Linked DNA regions of Rattus norvegicus: region 1 is linked to region 2. The links are chromatin contacts, called in public Hi-C maps. All regions are on one chromosome and are shown on one strand. Each heading gives the region's core, a stretch centred on a gene start, on an enhancer-like site or on the middle of the called end of the contact. The rest is flanking DNA. Distances are from core to core; before and after follow the strand shown.

What was found. Hi-C and Micro-C count contacts between places; a contact is called where the count stands out from the background.
Region 1: a Hi-C map of liver shows a contact between it and region 2, with 2.3 times the contacts expected there. The contact joins two enhancer-like sites. A contact is called at or near these places in 5 of 12 Hi-C or Micro-C datasets (the Rat2 cell line, frontal cortex, kidney and 1 more).

The regions. Positions count from the first base shown.
Region 1 is chr8:32,325,446-32,330,338 of GRCr8, reverse strand. It overlaps Eepd1 (endonuclease/exonuclease/phosphatase family domain containing 1), which reads right to left. Exons shown (of 7, transcript NM_001014088.3): 4 at 1,119-1,253. Among named protein-coding and RNA genes, the nearest start is that of Eepd1, 94 kb to the right of the region's middle. Within about 2 kb of position 2,083, at least 3 of the 93 cell types and tissues checked have an H3K27ac peak or open chromatin away from gene starts, as enhancers often do. A contact at or near this core is called in liver, where this site is marked.
Region 2 is chr8:32,272,173-32,277,079 of GRCr8, reverse strand. All of the region lies in intron 1 of Eepd1 (endonuclease/exonuclease/phosphatase family domain containing 1), which reads right to left. Among named protein-coding and RNA genes, the nearest start is that of Eepd1, 41 kb to the right of the region's middle. Within about 2 kb of position 2,864, at least 15 of the 93 cell types and tissues checked have an H3K27ac peak or open chromatin away from gene starts, as enhancers often do. A contact at or near this core is called in liver, where this site is marked.

The DNA.
Region 1 (4,893 bases), core at 834-3,333, 54 kb before region 2:
ACATGGCTGTCCCCAAGCCCCACTTCATGCTGGGCTTAAATGATGCTGGCCTTAGTGGGTAAGTTTAAAGCTCCAGAGTTACTGGGGAAGACACAGAAAGAAAAGATGTCAATAGAGACCAATAGAGAACAGCTTGCTGGACTCTTGAAGGGGTCAAGCTGCCTGACTTGGAATTCACAGTTAAGTTGTGATGAGGTTCATTGCCTCTGTGGTGACTTTCTGGTTTCCTCTTATGTCCATCATTAAAGCACTTTGGTATTCAGGAACAATGTCAAGAGGTATGCAAGACATAGCAGAGAGAGGACACTCAGATCCACACCACCCAGCGCCCCCCCCCCAAGCCTCTTCATGGACAAGGAGATATAAAGAGAAGCCAATGATGGGGTCCCTCAGTCCAGAGCTCCTTCTGGATCCCACCTCCAATCCAATAAGCCCTCAGTGGGTCCATTCTTCTTGACATCTAAACAATGAGGTCTGAGGGGCAGTTGAAGAGAGAGGCTCCTTAGAGCAGCTCTGCCAGAGGTGGCCATTTTGACCCCATTAGTCAGTACCAGACAGGTGGGACCCAGTAAACACACTTGAAAACAGCCTAGGCCCTATCACAGATGGCCGAGGCCTAGGCAATGCCTGATTTTAAGAAAGGTTATCCTTCTGTATAACATGCATGGAAACAGCTGTATGAATTAGTTTCCCACTTTCTTTCTTTCCTGTCTGTCTGTCATTTCATATATCTATCAACTAAATATCACCTATCAACTGTCTAGCTAACTAGCTACCTGTTTTTGAGAGGAGAGGTTTTACTAGGTTGCCTAGGGTAGTCTTGAACTCCTGGACACAAGCAATCCTTTTGCCACAGTCCCTGTTGCTGAGACAAGGGTGCCTCATTCCTCCCAGGTTACTGTCTTTCTTCTTGCCATGGGTTAGATTTTTCTGGGTCAAAGATGCCCTCAAAAATCCCTTCACTACTGCCCTGTAGAAGGTTACCTATTCCAGAATAGGTACTAACCTACACTAAGAGAATACTATCAAGTGAGAAAGATGTGACTTCTCTGGGTCAGTGTCACAAAGACTTCCCTTTTGGAAGGAACTGGATTTCTGAGGTGACAGGAAACAGGTACCTTGAACCTGGCGAGGAACGGGCTGGGACCCACAGTCTTCGCATGACCGTTGCTGGGTGAGCTCTCCTGCCCGGGGATGTCTCTCAGCTCCACATTGGCTGCTGTGTCCCACAGGAATCCAGAGTAGCAGGGGCCCTGCAGGGCAAATGGAAACAGGGTCTTGGTGCCAGGTTCCTAATTCCAAGAGGCACATAGCATAAGGAAAAGCAGAAGGACCAGACATGGAGCAGTGGGCTCTGCTTCAGGCCCTCACAGTCACTCACCATGGGATGCTTCTATAACGAAGAACATACCTCCAAGCCACAGTGTACCGATGCCCAGTGCAGAGTTTTCCTCATGGCCAAGGGTGCCTAGCTCTTCCCTTTATGGGAAAAGGTAGGAAAAGCACATACCAGGCCCAGAATCACTTTTGAGTGACCACATGACAGGAGACAACAGCTCCCATCTGCACATGACAGATGAGGCCACTGCTGTTCATAGAGACTGAGTAACTCCCCTAAACCCCGTAGCATAGGTGCCAATGTGAGTTCAAAGACTCTGAGGGCTGGTAGGCCTGTGGGTAAGTTACTGCTTGCACAAATGGTGCCTAAGCCCTTGTCAGCTCTCAGTCAGTATTTGCCCGACGAATGGACGTCAATGCTTAGGGGTTCCAGTGATTTGAAATGGGGTTCTCTACAGATGGGCAGGACTACACACAGAAGTCTGAAGCCTGGGCCAGAGGCCTTGATGGGGGGGTGCAGACAAACTTGGATTGTGCTGGGCAACAGTTCAAGGCCCGCGTCTGTCTCAAGGAATCAGAGAAGATGCTTCCTCTGTTTGCTTTGGCCACTGCCTCTGGGGCCTTATAGAGAGAGAAATGCATCAGTCTGCCTACTCCAGCTGAGCCACAGCTGGTCATCAGGGCATTCTTAAGGGTTTGACACCAGGGACAGATCAACAGGTCATCAAACAGGCCAGTGGCACTTGACCCTGCTCCTCTATGTTGCAATGGGAGAGGAAGTAACCTTTAACCTTAGCCACCACTGAGCAGACACTGTCACACACACAACTTCAGCTCACCACCCAGTCAGATACTTGACAGGCATACTCATTTAAACAGGTGTGTGTAGGAGGGACATAGTGGAGATATAAACATGAGTTTTATGTTGTCTAAGAATCTCCTTGCCCACCTTGAGGGCTCTTGGGGAAGAATAGGAGGAAGACTTGAGGGCCCGGGACGAGATAGGAACTCCACAGGAAGCCAAGAGAGTCAACTAACATGGACCGTTGGGGTTCTCAGAGACTAAACTGCCAACCAAAGAACGTACACAGGCTGCTGGACCTAGGCTTCCCTGTGCATATGAAGCAGATGTGTAGCTTGGTCTTCATGTGGGTCCCAAACAACTGGAGCTGGGGAGGAGGGTATCCCAAAAGCTGTTGCCTCTATATGGGACATGTTCTTCTAGCTGGGCTGCCTTGTCAGGCCTCAGTGGGAGAGGAAGCACCTAGCCTTGAAGAGACTAGATACTCAGTGGGGACCACACCCACTCAGAGGAATGGGGATGGAGGAAGGATTGTGGGAAGGGGTGACTGGGAAGGGTACAGTGAGAGGGACATAAATGCATAAGGAGAGAGGGAGAGAGAGAGGGAGAGAGAGAGAGAGACCAACAATCAAAGAGTCTCCTTGCCCACCACTAAAGATAGTGCTAGTTTAAGCATGGTCATACTTGGGTCTCAGCCAAGACAAGCCCTTCAGTGTATCTAAGACTCAGTTCCTCATGGAGACAGAGAACACAGTCACTATAGTAGGCTCGAGAGAAGGCCATTATTTTGTTTACTGTGGCCCAAGGAGTCACACACTGCCTCGAGCATCACTCACATCAGCTGCCAGAAAACCGCCCGGCTCCACAATCCTCCAGGACATGGGAGGAGGGGTGTCCTAAGAGGACTCGGTTCCAATGCTGCTCCCTGCCCCTGATCAAGGCCCCCAGCTTCTCTGAGCCTTTCTCATCCCTACACTTCTTCCTTCTCACTGCGGCTCTGACCCTCCCCAAGGGACCCTTCAAAACATGACTCAGTTAGGCAGAATGGTCACAGCATAGAAAAGCACTTATGCCAGAGATAGCTCACTGGGCATAGGCAGGCTGCCACTTCCAACGACAGGGGCTGCTTTGGGGAAAATCATTTCTTCCTACATTTTTATGTCTCTCTGTTTCTCTCTCTCTCTCTCTCTCTCTCTCTCTCTCTCTCTCTCTCTCTCTCTCTCTCTCTCTCTCTGACAGTGTTTCTCTTTGTGGCCCTGGTTTCCTGGAACTTGCTTTGTAGACCAGGCTGGCCTCAAACTCAGAGATCCACTGCCTCTGCCTCCTGAGTGCTGGAATCAAGGGCATGTGCCACCATCGCCTGGCTGCTGTTTTATTTCTGAATTGTTCCTCCATTTGATACCTGAACATGACTGCAGGGCTCAGGGACCCAACAGCTGTTCAGTATATGGACTGCAAGTTCACTACCATGGAGATATGATGCCTGACTCACATTATGCTTAAAAATGATTTTTGGATCTGTGCAGCATTAAAGTTTAAGAACTCTCACATGCCATTAATCTGTGTGACTGTGACCCACTGGGCCCATAATAACAGGAGGCGAGGCCTAGACATGGCTGCAGCCTGACAACTGGCAGGGATCCCAGTTCAAAGTCACCATCCCCTGAGCCACATCTCACCCAGCCCTGGTGGTGCTCTATTCCAGGAAGCACCCAACACTCACTGTCTCCTTCTATACTGGGGCTATCCTGTGAGCTGAGGAGAGAGCTACTACTCACAGTGTGCAGAAGAAATAACTAAAGCAGAAAGCTCTCAGTGACAGTGCTCTGCTGGCCTTGGCGCCCCCTCCTAAAGGAAGGTGAGCTGACTTGTCCTTCTCAATGGCTGTACACTTAGTGAAAGGGATTGGGATACCCAGAAGGTCTTATAAAAAGTGGCCACAGATAGGGCTAGGTTGCTGGGTCTGTTTTTCTCACGTATACATGAATAACCTTTCGCAGATAGTTATTGAATGAATGAAGAAAGGCGAACGGACTCTTAAGAGGCATATGAAGTTTCATTCAGTGAGATCCATGAAAAGTGCTTTTCTTTCTTTCTTTCCTTTTCTTTTTTCTTTCTTTCTCTCTTTCTTTCTTTCTTTCTTTCTTTTTTTTTTTTTTTTGGTGGACTGAAAAGCAGAGCCCTGGCTACAAATCTGAAAACCAGATGCATCCCACGTGAACTCCTTTAGGCCCACTGTGAACTCGCTGTCCACTCCAAGTCTGTTTCCACCCTAAAGCAGCCAACCCAGATAAAGGAGTCACATGCAGTCTTCAGTAGCCACTGAAAAGAGCCTTAGAGTCAATACTCGTAAATGAATAGATAATTTTAATCCATTCTACATCTATTACTTGAATCCCAAATTACAAGTATCAACCATGTAAATACAACCCATAACATTGTAAGCAGACAAGGAATATCAGAACCTTAAAACATCTGCACCTGTGCTAAAATTATGTGAGAACAGTGCTTTTTAAATTCAAATAATTGCAAGAAATCTTCTTAAAAAACTAAGAACCCGGGCTAGAGAGATGGCAGCCTGCAAGGTACCACAAGCCCGGGGACTTATGTTTAGAACCAGATAAAGAGCTGAACTCTGTGGCCTATGCCTCGAACCCCAGCATTAGGGTAGAAGGCTGAGAGAGTGGATCCCTGAAGCTCATTGACTCGCTGAGTGTATCTGAATCCCTGAGCTGCCAGTTCACTGAGAGTCT
Region 2 (4,907 bases), core at 1,615-4,114:
TGTCTACGAGGGAATTTGCACACACAAGTGAAGTGAGGCCCCCATAAGACTCCAAAGACACTCCTCTGAGCGAAGGGTGGTCCCACAGCAGGTATCACAGATACGATAGGGTAACCAAACACTTGCAGAATAGCCTCAGGAAAAGCAGAATAACTACACGCAGAACGGATGTGTCTTCAGGTGGGAGACACCTGTCCTGCACGCTGAGTAAGTAAACACCATGTGTTCCTTCTACCAGGGAGTCTTCTGACTGGAAGTATGGGACAGCTGGTGAGGCCTCAAGAGCCCCAGAAAGCAATGTAAGCAGCTGCCTGGGTGAAGAGCCACCAAGAAGCCCTAACTGCTTTGCGGCTCTTTTCTTTGTGCCTGCATTTAAGGCAGCAAGCTATCCTGTAACTGACAGAAAAAAAGGGGCAAAAAGCTGGGTACACAGGGAACCATGAACATGTCGGATGCTTAACAGGGCTCTACTGAAGCCAGATGTGGTCACACAGAGGAAAAAGGAAGGAAGGGAGACAGAAGGAAGGAAATGTGGATACACTGTCACAAACATGGATACATTGTCACAAACAGTATGGGAGTATCAGGGTGGGGGGGGGGTGAGAATGGGAGGGAACTGAAGTATTTACCTATATTACCCAGATGGACTTCTCGTAGGATACCAAAACACTCCTCCAGGCTAGAAGGGCTGAAGCAGGGTAAGAGGACAAAGGGACCGTTTGTTATGAGTGCAGGATCCAGCCCCACCTGAACATACAGACACTAGTGAATGGAAGTGACCACTTCCTCCAGTAGACACAAGGCCACAGCTGCCTTAACAAAAGAAGCTAAGACTGATGGGAGAAAGGACACCCACCCTAGAGCCTGGTGCTAAGTGGGCTTTGGCTGCTCATTTGAGGTCATGAGAATGTTAGAACTGTTGCCTTCTGGGAAAAGAGCCTTCGAGATGCACAGAAGCTCAAGTAGCACATGAGTGGGTCTTTGGGACATAGCTCCAAGAAAATAGATCCAGTCCTGCCCCTATCCTAGCTTCCAGATGCACACAGACACAAGGTCTATCGAACAAAAGCCCCCTCTGTGGCCATGACTAAGCACTAGAAAATGACACTTGGGTTTTGTTTTGTTTTGTTTTGTTTTGTTTTGTTTTGTTGAGTCTTATTTTCCCTATCAGCAAAATGGGGCTCAAAGTTCCTGGCTGTCATGAGATGGACGGATGGTTGGCAAGGATCCTCAACTCAGCACTCTCCTGCAGCCACAGACATCTACATGCCCTGCAGGAGATGGCAAGGGGCCAGAAAGCACATTAATTACTAGGCCAGGTGCTGCCCTCAAACCACATGGAGTGCCCAGCAGACTTGTTCCAAACATGCACTCCACATGATTCCCTCAGTCTAAGGTATTCAGGAGAGACTTCAAAGTTCTTCCCATTAAACCCAGTCACAGGAAGGGATCAGAAACCCACACCAAGTTCACAGCAGGAAGGGTGACTATGCAACACCCCACAAATCCATGACAGACATAACATCAATAGAAGCTCACACGCGGCAACCTTGGTTCAGAAAATCCTTCTCTGAGCAACCGAAACACAAACCAGAGCTGCCACTGAGAGCAAACCACATGGCAAGCCTTGGTCTAAAGACAGCCCTCATTACTGTTGGAAAATTAGTTGCCTTCACAGCTAAATCAATTAGGTTCCTAAGAGACAATCGGTATAATATAGCGAGTAAATAGCCCTGAAGTCAAACAGACCCAGGGTCAAAGCTGACTAAATTTGAATGTGTTTGAGCAAGTGCTTACCATATGCCTTCCACATGCCCAACACAGTCGTACATGACCCACAAGGCACATACCGCCCTGAAAGACAGGACTTATTACCAACCTTTATCTACAGCTGAGAGCACTGAGGCACGGTATGCTTGCTCTAGCCATCCAAAGACATATGACGGAGAGTTGAGCCCAGCCTAGTCTCCTCTTGCTAACCTGAATCCCCGAGATCTAGATATCAGAGTCACCTAGGGCAGGGATGGAGCATTCACTAAAACAACCCAGAGTTGCATTCCTTTGACAAGTAGTGCCTGAAAACATGAATCGCTAACAAGTTCCCATCCAGATGATGACCACCCTGGAACCAGCTTTATGGAAAATTGCCATTCACAAGGACAAATGTATAGATGCTTGTAAAGAATCCCCAGGGAGAACGCATAAAAAGAATTTAACCCAGTTTCTGATAGGATCTAGGGGTCCCACAAGTATTATTTTAACTGATTCTGACTCAGGTGTTCTGGGGCCTTTCTGTAACTAACATTGTGTCACCTATCCGGGTCATCCCCTGCCACTACTGCATGGTCACATCCCCTCCCTCATTGCCCCAAGTCAGTCACTGTTGCCTCAGAGTCCCAGGACAGAAACTCCCATGTCCTAACACAGGCATTAACTATGTTCCCCATCCTGTTCTAAAACACCAGCACACAGCAAAACACAGGCCTTCCCACAAGCAAACATGACAGTAAAGGGGCCAGACACTGACAGGTACACATACTTGACTCTGCAATTCTAAATACGAACATCTAACTTGCATAAAATTATGCCTGCTGTCATTACGGGGCTGCTATTGAAGGGAGGTGGGAAGGAGAATACGGGTCTCAAGTGACGTTCGGCGCAACGTCTTCTCAGATGAGAAATTGTGTAAACCTGGAAGCTGCCTGTTTCTGGCCACAGCAAAGCTGCCCTGTAAGACCCCCGCCCAACCACGCAGGAGCAAACATCCCTGTTTCCAAAGGCCGAGAGGCTCCTCTGAACTCTAGTAACCTGGTTCTGCTGGCCCAGACCCAGGCAGACAGCTCATTCGGGTCACTGGGATTCACACTTCAAAAGCAGGAACAAGCTGACGAGATAAAAATAAAACTGCTGAGGCAGAGGAGGTGCTCCATTCCTGGAGGGCACCCGGCTGCAGCCTGCTGCTTTCTCTACTCCACCACGGGAGTGAGCCGAGACCAGAGCAGACAGGAGGCAAGAGCCCAGCTCCCTATCTCGGTTCTGAAAACTGTAGTGAGTGAGAGTCCAGAACAGAATTGAGCCCATTCATGTGGGTTTCAAAGCATCCCAAAAGACGGCAAGTCCTCATCCTCCCTGTGACTCCAGGGCAAGAATGAAAGGCAGTAACGTTTAACAGTGCACACATCTTCCCTGGATGTGTTTGGCGACTATGCAGAACCACAAGAACAATAACCTAATTTCAGACAGCAAACAAACACTTTGGGATCTACACGGAAAAAAGTGACCTTAGAATTAAGGCCATCCAATTAGCAGTTCCCAGCAGTGGATGCCTCATGCGCCTGCCCCTTGCTGAAGACCATCCCCTTTGCCTATGAAGAGCTGTGAGAGGCTGGCCAGCCTGGACTGCTGGGTCTTGCTTATGAACACCTAGTAGGGTTTCAAGCAGGGAGCCCCACCTGTCTAGGCTGTCAAGACAGGCTAAGCTGAGTTCTCACCGAATGGGCAGGGTTCAGGACTCACTACCCACCCCTTCCCAATTACTGCCTCAGACCTCCTAAGCCTTATATTCAAATCTCCTCAGGAGAGCCTCAGGTCCTGGGCAGACTAAGGCCCTTCCCTCCTGCTATCTATTCAGGTAAAATATACAAAAAAGGTTTCAAGGCGCATTACAAGAGAATAAAAAATGCTTCTGCAATAATTTTATATCATAGAATTTTATATATATATAAATAATTTTATATTGACTGTGTGCACAAATGTTAGTATTTTGGATACAGTGGAAAAATTAAAAGTTACTAACGTGAATGCTACCTGTTCCTCCTGAACCTTTAAAACTGTGCTTGCAGACTGGTTTAAACAGCATCCACCGCTCTTATTCTAAATGGCTAGCAGTGAGAATGGAGGCAGCCTGCCTAGCAGGACTCTTGGAGCAAAGAGGGTTCCGAGTTTCTTAGGTTCTTAGGGTCAGATGCTGTTTCTCTGCCAGTGTCTCTGGTCACTGTTCCCACTCAACCTTTGGAAAGCCGAGCTGGTATAGTCCAACTGGTGTGAGACAAGGCCCTCCATGTCACTCAGGACCTGACTATACACAGAGCCAGCACGTGAATGGAAGACAGAGCAGCCTCAATTCAGCTCCGACTCAGCCATGCTGGCAGCTGGAACCTGTTAAACTCAGCAGATTCCTGCCCTTATTTAGTCCCCTGGCCCCATTACTCCAGAGTCCAGGGGTGAATTTCTAAGGAGTTTCATCTGTGCTACTCTTGACTCCCTTTGCCTTTTGCAGGAAAAATCCCTTTGCTAGACCATTCGCCTGTAATGGGAAAGGCCCTAGGTTCATCTCCAGTAAAATACACACACATACAGGGGGGGGGGGGGGGGCAGAGAGACAGAGACAGAGAGACAGAGACAGAGAGACTGACAGACACAGAGACACAGAGACAGAGGAGACATACACACAGACACACAGAGACACCCAGGGAGACACATACAGAAAGAGAGACAAACAAACAGATACGCACATAACATCATGCCACTACATCTGAGCAAAGGAATCACTAGCCATGCTCACGACCTGCAATTGTTTCTTAGATCACACTTTACAGGACCCGGCTTTCACTCTTCCCAACGCAGTGCTAGGACTGCAACAGCAAGGAAAACAGATACCTCTGTTCAGGGAAGGCTGGATTTCCCCTCTACACCTCCACACCTTCCCCTCCCCTCCAGATCTACTCCTTTCCTGTCTCACCCTAAAAAGAACAGGTTTCTAACCTATAACAACCAAACATGACAAAATGAGATTGAAGGTGAAGCAAAAACTATCTTATCAAAGTTGGACACAGCAGCCCAAGAGGAGGAAAAGAGTCCTGAGAAAAGTCAAAAGGCAGAGGCCCACTTGTCCTCAGAGTCAGAGT